3 separate regions of the Sus scrofa genome follow, and regions 2 and 3 are each linked to region 1. A link is a contact called in public HiChIP or PLAC-seq data. All regions are on one chromosome and are shown on one strand. The core of a region is the stretch at or near the end of the contact, and the rest is flanking DNA. Distances in the headings are between cores, read along the strand shown. Region 1 overlaps FAM222B (protein FAM222B). Region 2 holds the start of FLOT2 (flotillin-2). Region 3 holds the start of ERAL1 (GTPase Era, mitochondrial).

Region 1 (3,236 bases), core at 478-2,977:
CTGACATGCTGCTGATTAAGTTGCTTATCTATCTAAACTTGGGCTTCTGCTGCTCATATCTGATATCCCCCGTATATTCCTTGAGTGAGTTGCCTTGTGTTCCATGACCTTGTTTTTTTGTCATTACAGTGTGAGTGACTGCCTCATGTTGTGTTGATGCCAGTCTGCCATGCTAGCCTGTCTACCAGGGCCAGGTGACCTGTCCTTTCAGCTTCTTTCTCACACGCAGATGAACACTGGACTTCAGAAATGTAAGTAATCTGGATCCCAGGGAAGGATGTGATCCTTTATTTTGTCCCTACGTTTGGGCTGTCCTGGAGGCACGTTTGTGGTACACTGACCATGACCTTGATATCTCCAAGACACTGCTTCTTCACAAACAGCAAGAAGGCAGCTGTAAAAATGTCAGCAATGTGAGACACTGCTCTGATCAGAGGTCCTCTTAAATACTAGAATTTCCCAATGTGTATCATCTTAATTTGTTCTTGTTTTTGTTTTGGGTTTTTTTTCTTTTTAGGGCCACACCCAAGGCCTATGGAGGTTCCCAGGCTAGGAGTCAAATCAGGAGCTACAGCTACAGGCCTACACCACAGCCACAGCCACGGCAGAGCCAAGCTGTGACCTACACCACATCTCGAAGCAATGCCAGATCCTTAACCCACTGAGTGAGGCCAGGGGTCAAACCCGCAACCTCATTGTTCCTAGTCCGATTCGGTTCCACTGCACCATGACAGGAACTCCTATATCATCTTAATTTTAATTGTTGCTGATAGCTATCTCTTGAGCAACAAGGTTATAAGGAGTTTTATAGTGTGTGTGTATATATATATATATATATATATATATATCTATCTCCCACTTCAAAGAAGTGTTCCAATTTGAACACCCGTGAGGAATTGAACAAAAACTCAACAGTCTAGATTACTTACTGTACCTCTGAAACAAACTGTTTCCACTGTGCTGTTGTTTTGAACTCTCTGAGCACTCTCTACCATGGAAACAGACAGTTCCCTTTGGCTTTGCTGTCTGCCTTATGTTCCTTTGCCCTCAATTGATAGCAAGTAAAGAAGCTTTTGCTTCCAAAAGAGATAGGAAACTAGCTTTCTCTGTCTCTCTGGGCATATTCCGGTTAATATTCTTCCCACAAGATTGAGTTGTTAATTACTGTCTGTTAGACTTCTATCTTAAATTGGCTGGAATTAGTTTATACTTCATGTTTTCCCCGAGTCCAACCTTCTGTCCTTGTACTTTGTGATGTGCAAGGAAAAGATTCTGTTCCTGGCTCAGTACCACGTATAGTATCAAGTGTAAAATGCCCTAAATTTGGAATAGACCTTCATTTCAGAGCAAAAAGGGAAGAAATCAATGAGGCATCTAGGCTTCCCCTTTCGTAGAAAAGGAGTTTCAGCACCTTACCTGAATCCTTTGTGACAGATTGGCAAACTTTTTCTATAAAGGGTCAGATGGTATATATTTTAGGGTTTGTGAATCACACCTTAGAGTCTTTGTTGCACATACTCACTTCTCTACTGTCACTGAGCATAGGCACCTGTGGACAGTATGTAAACAAGTGAGTGTGGCTGTGCTCCAGTATAACTTTCTAGAAAAGCACAGCAGCTGTGTTGGCCTGTAGGCTGTAGTTTGCCACCCGGTTCTCCTTTTGAGATCATCTTCAGAAGTTAAAAATGGTCTAGCCTCTTGACTTCCTTTTTTTGAGACTCAGAGCCTGGCTAGTTCTAGAATTTGGCCAGTGAATCCACCTTGTGTAATGACACAGCCAGAGGTGACAGTCTTCCTTCTCAGCTGCTTGACATAGTAAGCAAGACCTGCTGTTCAGCCCTTCCCCAGCCTTTCTCTTTCTAAGTGATAATTGCATGAGAAAGTTGTCTGTGTTTCCTGGCCACCCATATCTGCATGCTCACTGCATTGTGACTGGTTCCAGGCTTCTAGAGGCACAAGTGAGGAGGGAGTGTACTTGGAGGCATACGGTAAGATGACAGTGAGCAGCTCACTGTTGTTCTGCTTGATTCCTTAACACATTCTGACAGCTTCACCCAAAGATGTGCTGTCAAGGGCTGAGCCAGTTGAAAGGAAAGACGTTATTGGCAGCTTGGTCTTAGAGGCTGACTTTGGACCTTTTCCTCCTTCTCCCCAAGTAGTCTCTGCTAGCCACTGCCCCGAATCTCTATTTAAGAATGAAGGTATCCTTCCTCCCTGGTTTCAGGCCTACCTGTCCATTTGGGGGACAGTGTATTTGAATCTCTTCGACTCTCTTTTTCCTCTCTTTAACTACACTCAGACTTCTCCAAAGGAGAAAACCCAGTGGTGTTTTTAAGCTTGCTTAAATCTTGCTTTCTTCTTTCCTCTCCCAAAATGTATTTTTGAAAAAATCCTATCATGTGACTCATAGCTGTTGGCATTAAGCATTTACAGTTAAGGTGAGGTGAAGCATAAGCTGTCTCCTTTGGAAACCAGCAGCCACGAAGCTGCTCAGAGCCCAGGCCTGTCAGCTACAGAGACCTAAAGCTAGTCTTGTGACTGCTCTTCAGCCTTTCCCTGCTCCCATCCTCAAGAGGGTCTTAAAAGTTGCTCAAAACACAACTTGGTGTCTGCTCGGGTGGGCATAGGGTACAGATATTTGTAGCTTAATATACCTTATATTGTAAGAGTCAGTTCAAGGCAGGAGAGATGGGTTGGGGTTAGGAGAGGAAATAGGTGGATTCTTGACCCAACACCGTAAGCCCTTTGGTTAATGACTTTTCCCATGCTTGAGTTGCTGTGTATACAGAATCACAGGATTGGTCCAGCCTAACGCCAGCATTTTCTCTTCTCTTCCTTTTCTAGACATATAGGAGGATGTAATGCATTTCCCAACCTAGATACGTGATTTGCTGTAGTGCAGGCTGGATTAAAGGATATCTTGGCTTTGATTAGGTCTTGCATTTGTTGGAAGACCACAGTCGAGGTTAGGTGAATGTCCTCATAGAACTTTTCTAGGTTGTTATTCCATGATGTCACTTGCTTTGAGTCCCCAACCATTTGGGGGCTTTGTACTTGTCAAGTTTGTTTTCCTCTGACCCATCTTCTCCCAATGTTGTTGGTCACTTTTTTTTTTTATTAATCCCAAGCCTCTGCTCCTATTTCTCCAGCTCATGGTGGGTATATAGGATGGCTCAGTATTTTGGGGTAGAATGAGTGAAATAACCTAAGGTCATTGGTCCTAAAATCACCTTTTA
Region 2 (3,236 bases), core at 308-2,807, 110 kb before region 1:
TTGCTGTGGCTCCAATTTGACCCCTAGTCTGGGAACTTCCTTATGCCACAGGTGTGGCCCTAAAAAGACAAAAAAAAAAAAAAAAAAAAAAGAAAAAGAAATGAGTTAGCTTGGCTTGTGGGGCCCTGAATGCCTGGTAAATCTTACCCTGGTTCCCCTGGAATTGGACTCTGTTCCCTCCTCCCTTCTAACCCTGTTCTTGCTGCTTTTACCATGAGCCCTTACCCACTCTTCTCCCTCTCCTTCCTTTCTTCCTGTTCCCAGGTCCCGTCAACTCAGAGTTGTTCCTACGCCACGTTCCCAGATGGCTACGCCCACTTTTGTGCCCACTGGCTTGGCTGGTGCTGCGGGCACCACGAGGGGGTGCCCAGACACCTCTGTACTGCGCTCTGCAGGAGGGCATTGAGCCCCTCAGTGGGAGATACTTTGCCAACTGCCATGTGGAAGAGGTGCCCCCAGCCGCCAGAGACGACCGGGCAGCCCATCGGCTGTGGGAGGCCAGCAAAAGGCTGGCAGGGCTTGAGCCAGGGGAAGATGCTGAATCTGATGAAGAGCCCCAGCCTGTGGACCCAGGAGTCCCATCTTCTCTGAGCAGCCCCCACCCTGAGGAGCCCGCAGCTTCTGAACCCTACACCAGCCCTCAGAGTTCACCAGACTTGTCCAAGGTCACACGCCGAATTCCAGTTAAAGCTGAACCAGAGCCCCAAGCCTCCTAACCTCCGGGCTGGGAAGCTTTCTAAGGCTCTGGGTGATCCTTGAAAGCCTTAGCCATGTACCAGGCTATGGTCATGCACTGGACACTGAGGTGGTTGAGATTTTTACCTCCATGGTCACTTTGTGGGGGCTTCAAGGTATATGTCCTGGAGAGCTCTTTTCCTGGTTGAAGGAAATAAAGGGTGATGATTTCTTCCTGAGAGTGACAGTAAGCCCGGGGGGCGGGGAGGGGGGGCGGTTGTGCCAGATGCTGCTCCTCAGGAATTTGAATTTCTTATCTCCAGGCTCTACCCTGAGGAACACTCAGCCCTGGATGATGGAGGCCTGGGCATTTTTAATCTGATGCACCATCAGTATGGAGAATTGTTCAGTTGTGCCCTTTGCGATCACCTAGTTACATTATTCCCACTTTCCAGAGGCGGGACTAGGCAGCCAGAGAGGGAACTCGTTCCGGATCTCCGCTAGAAAGAGCAGGGACTGAGATCGGAGCCCAGGCCCAGGCGGGCTGACTCCAGGGCCCACCCCTGTAAGGTGGGTGCTGGGAGGCGAGGCGGGGCGTGGCAGTTGTTATCCAGGCTCCCCAAGGAACGCCTTCAGGACTGCTTGAGGGCCGAGCCCCCACGATGCCAGCTCTGTGTAATACAACCACTTGAAGAGCTCCCTGATGGCACAGCAGGTTAAGGATCCTGCGTTGTCACTGCTGCGACCCGGGTTCGATCTCTGGCCTGGGAACTTCCACAGGCCGGGCAGGCTGGGCCAAATACTTTGAAAATTAAAATCGAGCGTGTTGACAGCCTGGCTCGGGCCGCCTCCCTCCACACGCCGGCCCCGCCCTCCGCCGCCACACTTCCGGCGAGGCTGCGGCCGCGGAGGGGCGCCGGCGGGCGGCCGCTGGGGGTGGCGGGATAGGCTGGGCGCGGCCGGCGGTGCGGGCCCGCTGCTGCTGTCCAGGTCTCGGCGGCCCCCCGAGGGCCCTCCGTCCCTCCGGCGCCATGGGCAATTGCCACACGGTGGGGCCCAACGAGGCGCTGGTGGTTTCAGGTGAGGGGGCGGCGGGGGAGGGGGGCCGGAGACGTTTGGGGCGGGGGGCCGTGCCCGGGAGGGCGGGGACCGGGCTGGGCAGCGGACGGGGAGGGGCTCCGCGGGTGGGGGGCAGCGCGGGAGGTGGGGCCTGAGTCCGCGGCTTCCCGGGCCGCACCTGAGACCCTTTCAGGAGGGACCCCTGTGCTCCACCTTCCTGCCCCGCGTTCTCGGGCACTCGCCGGGCTCTCCCCCCGCCTTCCCCCGCTGCGTGTTTGCCGGTGTTTATTCCCTCCTTCCTTCGTCTCCTCCCCTAGCAGGGTCGCCCCTGTGGCCTAGGGGGTCCTGAACTGAAGCCTTGGGGTTCCGGGAACACAGTTTGGCTGGATGCCAGCGCCCGGGACTAGGGTGGGTCACGCAGCCTTGGAAGGCAGGTGCCCATCTGGGCACAGACCCGTTAATTCCCAGCAGGCTGGGGCGTGCTGGTTTATTGGCACTGCCCGCCTGGGAAACGCGGGTGCGGCCTCTACAGGTTGCGAAACCGGGCTCTGGGCTGTGTCGCTCAGGTTGCAAAATGCTGCAGGCTCCAGAATTTCTGTGAGCTTAGGTGGGGCCGGGGGACTGCAGTATTGGGGAGATGAGAGGGATCTTGTCCTAAGGCTGCTGTGTATGTTGTATATTTGGGAATTTGAGGAAGAGGCTGGAGCCTTTCAAGCCATCAATTTGTGCAGCCCAAGCTCACAGGTGCTGGGGAGAGGGCCTGTTTCCTGACAGCTTGGAGGCCTGTAGCTGCAGGAATCCCTCCTGTCTTTACTTCCCACTGTCAGTGTGGATTCTCCGCCTGTGCACAGAGTCGTTAGGGCTGGCTCTAGAATTGAGCAGAAGAGGGTGTGCTGGGCCAGGGCAGGAAGCTGTCCACCTTTGAGAGGTGTGATGAATCCATTGGAAACTTTCACCCCAGAACATGGCCTCTGGCTCAGTGTGGATCTCAAAATTGATTTCCCTGGGACAGGAAATCCCCACTCTCCCTCACTAAGACCTTACCCCTGTGGGGGAATTTAAGATTCTTTACCTCCCTGAAAACCAGAGCTAGCCGTAAGGTCACTAGGGAGACCCCCAGAGAGCACTGAGGCCAAACCTACACCTCTGTAAGACCTGGGCCAGGGGTTCCCGCCTGCCTTGGTGCAATGGGTCAAGAATGCCACCCAAGTCGCTGTGGAGGCACAGGTTAGAGCCCCATCCAGGCACAGTGGGTTTAAGGATCCAGCATTGCTGCAGCTGTGGCATAGGTCGCAGCTGTGACTTGGATTCAATCCCTGGCCAGAGAACTTCCATATGCCTTGGGTACAGCCATAAAAACAAAAACAAAAGACCTGGGCCAGTCTCCCAGCCCCCACCCCTAGAGAAGCTTGTAGAAACCCCAATCTGAGCCACACTGCACTTGGTTTTGCTTGTGGAGTTTCTTTCTAGAAGCCCAGACTCTGGGCCAAGGAGACAAAATC
Region 3 (3,236 bases), core at 437-2,936, 70 kb before region 1:
TCATGGTTCCTAGTCAGATTCATTTCTGCTGTGCCATTTTTGCTTTTTTTTTTTTTTTTTTTGTCTTTTTGTCTTTTGTTGTTGTTGCTATTTCTTGGGCCGCTCCCACAGCATATGGAGGTTCCCAGGCTAGGGGTTGAATCGGAGCTGTAGCCACTGGCCTACGCCAGAGCCACAGCAACGAGGGATCCAAGCTGCGTCTGCAACCTACACCACAGCTCACGGCAACGCCGGATCGTCAACCCACTGAGCAAGGGCAGGGACCGAACCCGCAACCTCATGGTTCCTAGTCGGATTCGTTAACCACTGCGCCACGACGGGAACTCCCCATTTTTGCTTTTTAGAGTCAAACTTCAGGCATATGGAAGTTCCCAGGCTAGGGATCACAAATCACAGCTACAGCTGCCAGCCTACACCACAGCCACAGCAACAAGGGATCCAAGCCACATCTGCCACCTACACCACAGCTCACGGCAATGCTGGTTCCTTAACCCACTGAGTGAGGCCAGGGATGAAACCCACATCCTCATGGATACTAGACACATTCATTTCCGTTGTGCCACAGTGGAAACTGCATGTATTTACTCCTTATGACATCGCAATGCAATTACCAGTTTTGGTGCCCAGCCTCCCTACCAGACGCTAGCCTATGCTACCCTGAATAGAGGATGCAATTTCCAGGTACACAGTTGACCCTTGAACAATATGGATTTGAACTGCGCTGGTCCGTTTATATGCTTTTTTTTTTCTTTTTTTTTTTTTTTTTGACTAAATGTGTACTACACGATCTACGGTTGGTTGAATCCTTGGGAATCCTAGAAACAGAGGAACTACATATATAGAAAGCCAACTATAAGTTATAGGAGGATCTTCCGTAGCGCACGTTCAGCACCCCTAATACCCCCTACTCCCTGTTGTTCAGGGTCTTGACAAGTAGATGAGAGCACTTATTGGGTCGCGTCTGCTCCACTGTGGCTCTTTAATCTGCTGCTCTTGTGAGCCTCTGTGGTTGTGACCACATCAGTTCCCTCTGGCTTGAAAACTCCTAGAACCTAGTACCTCTCTCCTGTGAGACCTTCCACTTCTCACCTTTCGCCCTCAAAATCATTTTCTCTTCCTTCCTTTTTTTTTTTGGTTTTGGCGTGCAGCTTGATGTGGGATCTCACTTCCCAAACTAGGGACTGAACCTGAACGCAGCGGTGTGAAAGCGCCGAATCCTAACCACTAGACCACCAGTGAACTCCCAAGATCGTTTCCTACAACACAGGGCCAAAGATGCTATGCCCAGAGCTGAAGGGTTGCCAGGACGTGGGACTTTCGGTGCTAAAACCGTCACGGACGCGTACAAATCTGTCTGAGCCCTTTACCTCTGTGCATGGACACGGCGGGGACGTGAAAAGTCAACGAACTATCGGGCTGAGAGAGTCCGAGGAAGCAGTCCAAGGCTGAGCTGTGGCCATTAGGGCGAGAAGCCGAGGCTAGGCGGGGACCAGAGAAAGCCTGGCTCGCGACACAGGAAATGCACCTCCGCTGACTGCCCAAGAGCGAGGGGAGCCGGGCCGCGCACTCTCTCGCAGCCTCTGGGCCCCGCGTCCAGACCCCTAAGACGGTCCGAAGGAGCGCAATCCCTTGCCAGCCGGGGGCAGCCATGGCAGCCGCAAGGCACTGCGGGAACTGGCCGGGAACGCACTTCCGATTGGACAGAGAGATGGAGAAGCGAGCGAGCAGGAGAGAGCTAGACCGGCCCAAACAGAGCGGAGGCACATGGGACGTTGGGGCTGAGCTGGAGGAGGGGCCCCTCTGGAGCCTCTCCCAGGCTAAGGAAAGGGGAAAATGTGTATTTAGGGTTTGTGTGAGCGTGACGATCGTTTTGGATTCCAGTGCACATCGTATTTTTTGCTCCTCCTGCCAAAGTTTTGTAAAAGGTCCTTCTTACCCTAACTCGTGAAAGCCTACATCTCCCATGAGGCCACGCGGCGAAATCGTTCTTTCTTAGCGCCAGACTTCACTCAGCAGGAGAAACTCGCAAGTCGAAGGAGGGATGATCCGGGGCGTGGGAGCGTCAGGTCTTTTTAGTCCTCTCCAGCCCCGGGTTTGCGGAATCCCCTCCTAGTGCGCCTCTGGCTTAGTTTAGCGTCGGCAGCGGCCTCCGGCAGTCTGTACAGTTCCTTTATGGGAGAATCCATGTAAGGAGTTGTCCGTGGGTAGGTATTCTGATAGGCAGCAGACCCGAATTTCCCTCCTGAAAACCTCGGCTACTCTCTCCTCTCTGAGACCATTCCTTTCTGGAGAAAAACCTAAGGGTCTGCAAAGAGAGAAAAAGCTACTTAGTCACCTAGCGTCTCCCCGACTGCCTTAGCGGCCTGAGGAACCTCTTACATCTTGGCCGTTTTGTCGCCTTGAGCCCTCTCTTCATACTTTGAAACCTCAATCAGACTCTTGGAATTGAGAGAGAACTCTTGCAGGGATTGGAGGTGCTGAGGATACAACAGTGAACTAAATGGACAAAAATTTCCAGCACGGGACTTTTATCCTGGTGTGTGTGTGTGTGTGTGTGTGTGTGTGTAACAGAGACATACATTAGTACATTAGTGACCTAAAAGGAGCAGTTTAAGTAGAATGGTAGAATGGTTTGGGTGAAAGCCTAAATGGAGTGGATTTAAGAGAAAATGAAAGAGTAATTGAGTTCCCCTCGTGGCTCAAGAGGTAACTATCCTGACTAGTATCCACGAGAAGGCTGGTTCGATCCCTAGCCTCACTTGGTGGGTTAAGGATCTGTGTTGCAGTGAGCTATGGTGTAGGTCACAGAGGTGGCTTGGATCCTGCCAGGAACTGAAGGCAGCCAGAGTATGTATACAACTCTTACTAGGGGAGCAGAGCAAAAAGGAGTGGTAATACAAGAGGGAAGAGGGTGGGATTTTCTTTTCTTTCTTTTTTTTTTTCTCATTTTTTGCTTTTTATGTCCGCACTGGGGCAGCATACGTAGTTTCCCAGGCTAGAGGTCTAATCGGAGCTACAGCTGCTGGCCTACACCACAGCCACAGCAACACCAGATCCGAGCCTCATCTGTGATCTACACCACAGCTCATGGCAATGTGAGTTACTTAACCCACTGAGGGAGGCCAGCGATCGAACCTGCAACCTCATGGTTTCTAGTCGGATCTGTTTCCACTGTGCCACAACAGGAACCTCTCTCTCTTTTTTTCTAATGGGAAGTTTTTGTTTGCTCATGGCAG

Evidence for each region. HiChIP or PLAC-seq counts read pairs in DNA pulled down with a chosen protein or histone mark.
Region 2: a contact with region 1 is called in an H3K27ac HiChIP or PLAC-seq map of alveolar macrophages. The contact joins the promoter of FLOT2 here to the enhancer-like site in region 1. A contact is called at or near these places in 2 of 5 promoter capture datasets (fetal liver and liver), 13 of 47 Hi-C or Micro-C datasets (brain, embryonic fibroblasts, epiblast stem cells and 8 more) and 2 of 2 datasets of contacts at active chromatin or transcription factors (alveolar macrophages and skeletal muscle).
Region 3: an H3K27ac HiChIP or PLAC-seq map of alveolar macrophages shows a contact between it and region 1. The contact joins the promoter of ERAL1 here to the enhancer-like site in region 1. A contact is called at or near these places in 11 of 47 Hi-C or Micro-C datasets (adipocytes, alveolar macrophages, embryonic fibroblasts and 5 more) and 1 of 2 datasets of contacts at active chromatin or transcription factors (alveolar macrophages).

The regions. Positions count from the first base shown.
Region 1 is chr12:45,011,707-45,014,942 of Sscrofa11.1, reverse strand. It overlaps FAM222B (protein FAM222B), which reads left to right. Exons shown (of 3, transcript XM_021067489.1): 2 at 130-251. The coding sequence starts at 170. Among named protein-coding and RNA genes, the nearest start is that of TRAF4, 38 kb to the right of the region's middle. Within about 2 kb of position 1,727, at least 5 of the 83 cell types and tissues checked have an H3K27ac peak or open chromatin away from gene starts, as enhancers often do. A contact at or near this core is called in alveolar macrophages, where this site is marked.
Region 2 is chr12:45,118,824-45,122,059 of Sscrofa11.1, reverse strand. FLOT2 (flotillin-2) reads left to right here and starts at 1,557. Exons shown (of 11, transcript XM_021067496.1): 1 at 1,557-1,755. The coding sequence starts at 1,707. It overlaps DHRS13 (dehydrogenase/reductase SDR family member 13), which reads left to right. Exons shown (of 5, transcript XM_021067495.1): 5 at 265-914. The coding sequence ends at 716.
Region 3 is chr12:45,081,436-45,084,671 of Sscrofa11.1, reverse strand. ERAL1 (GTPase Era, mitochondrial) reads right to left here and starts at 1,686. Exons shown (of 10, transcript XM_021067490.1): 1 at 1,368-1,686. The coding sequence starts at 1,650.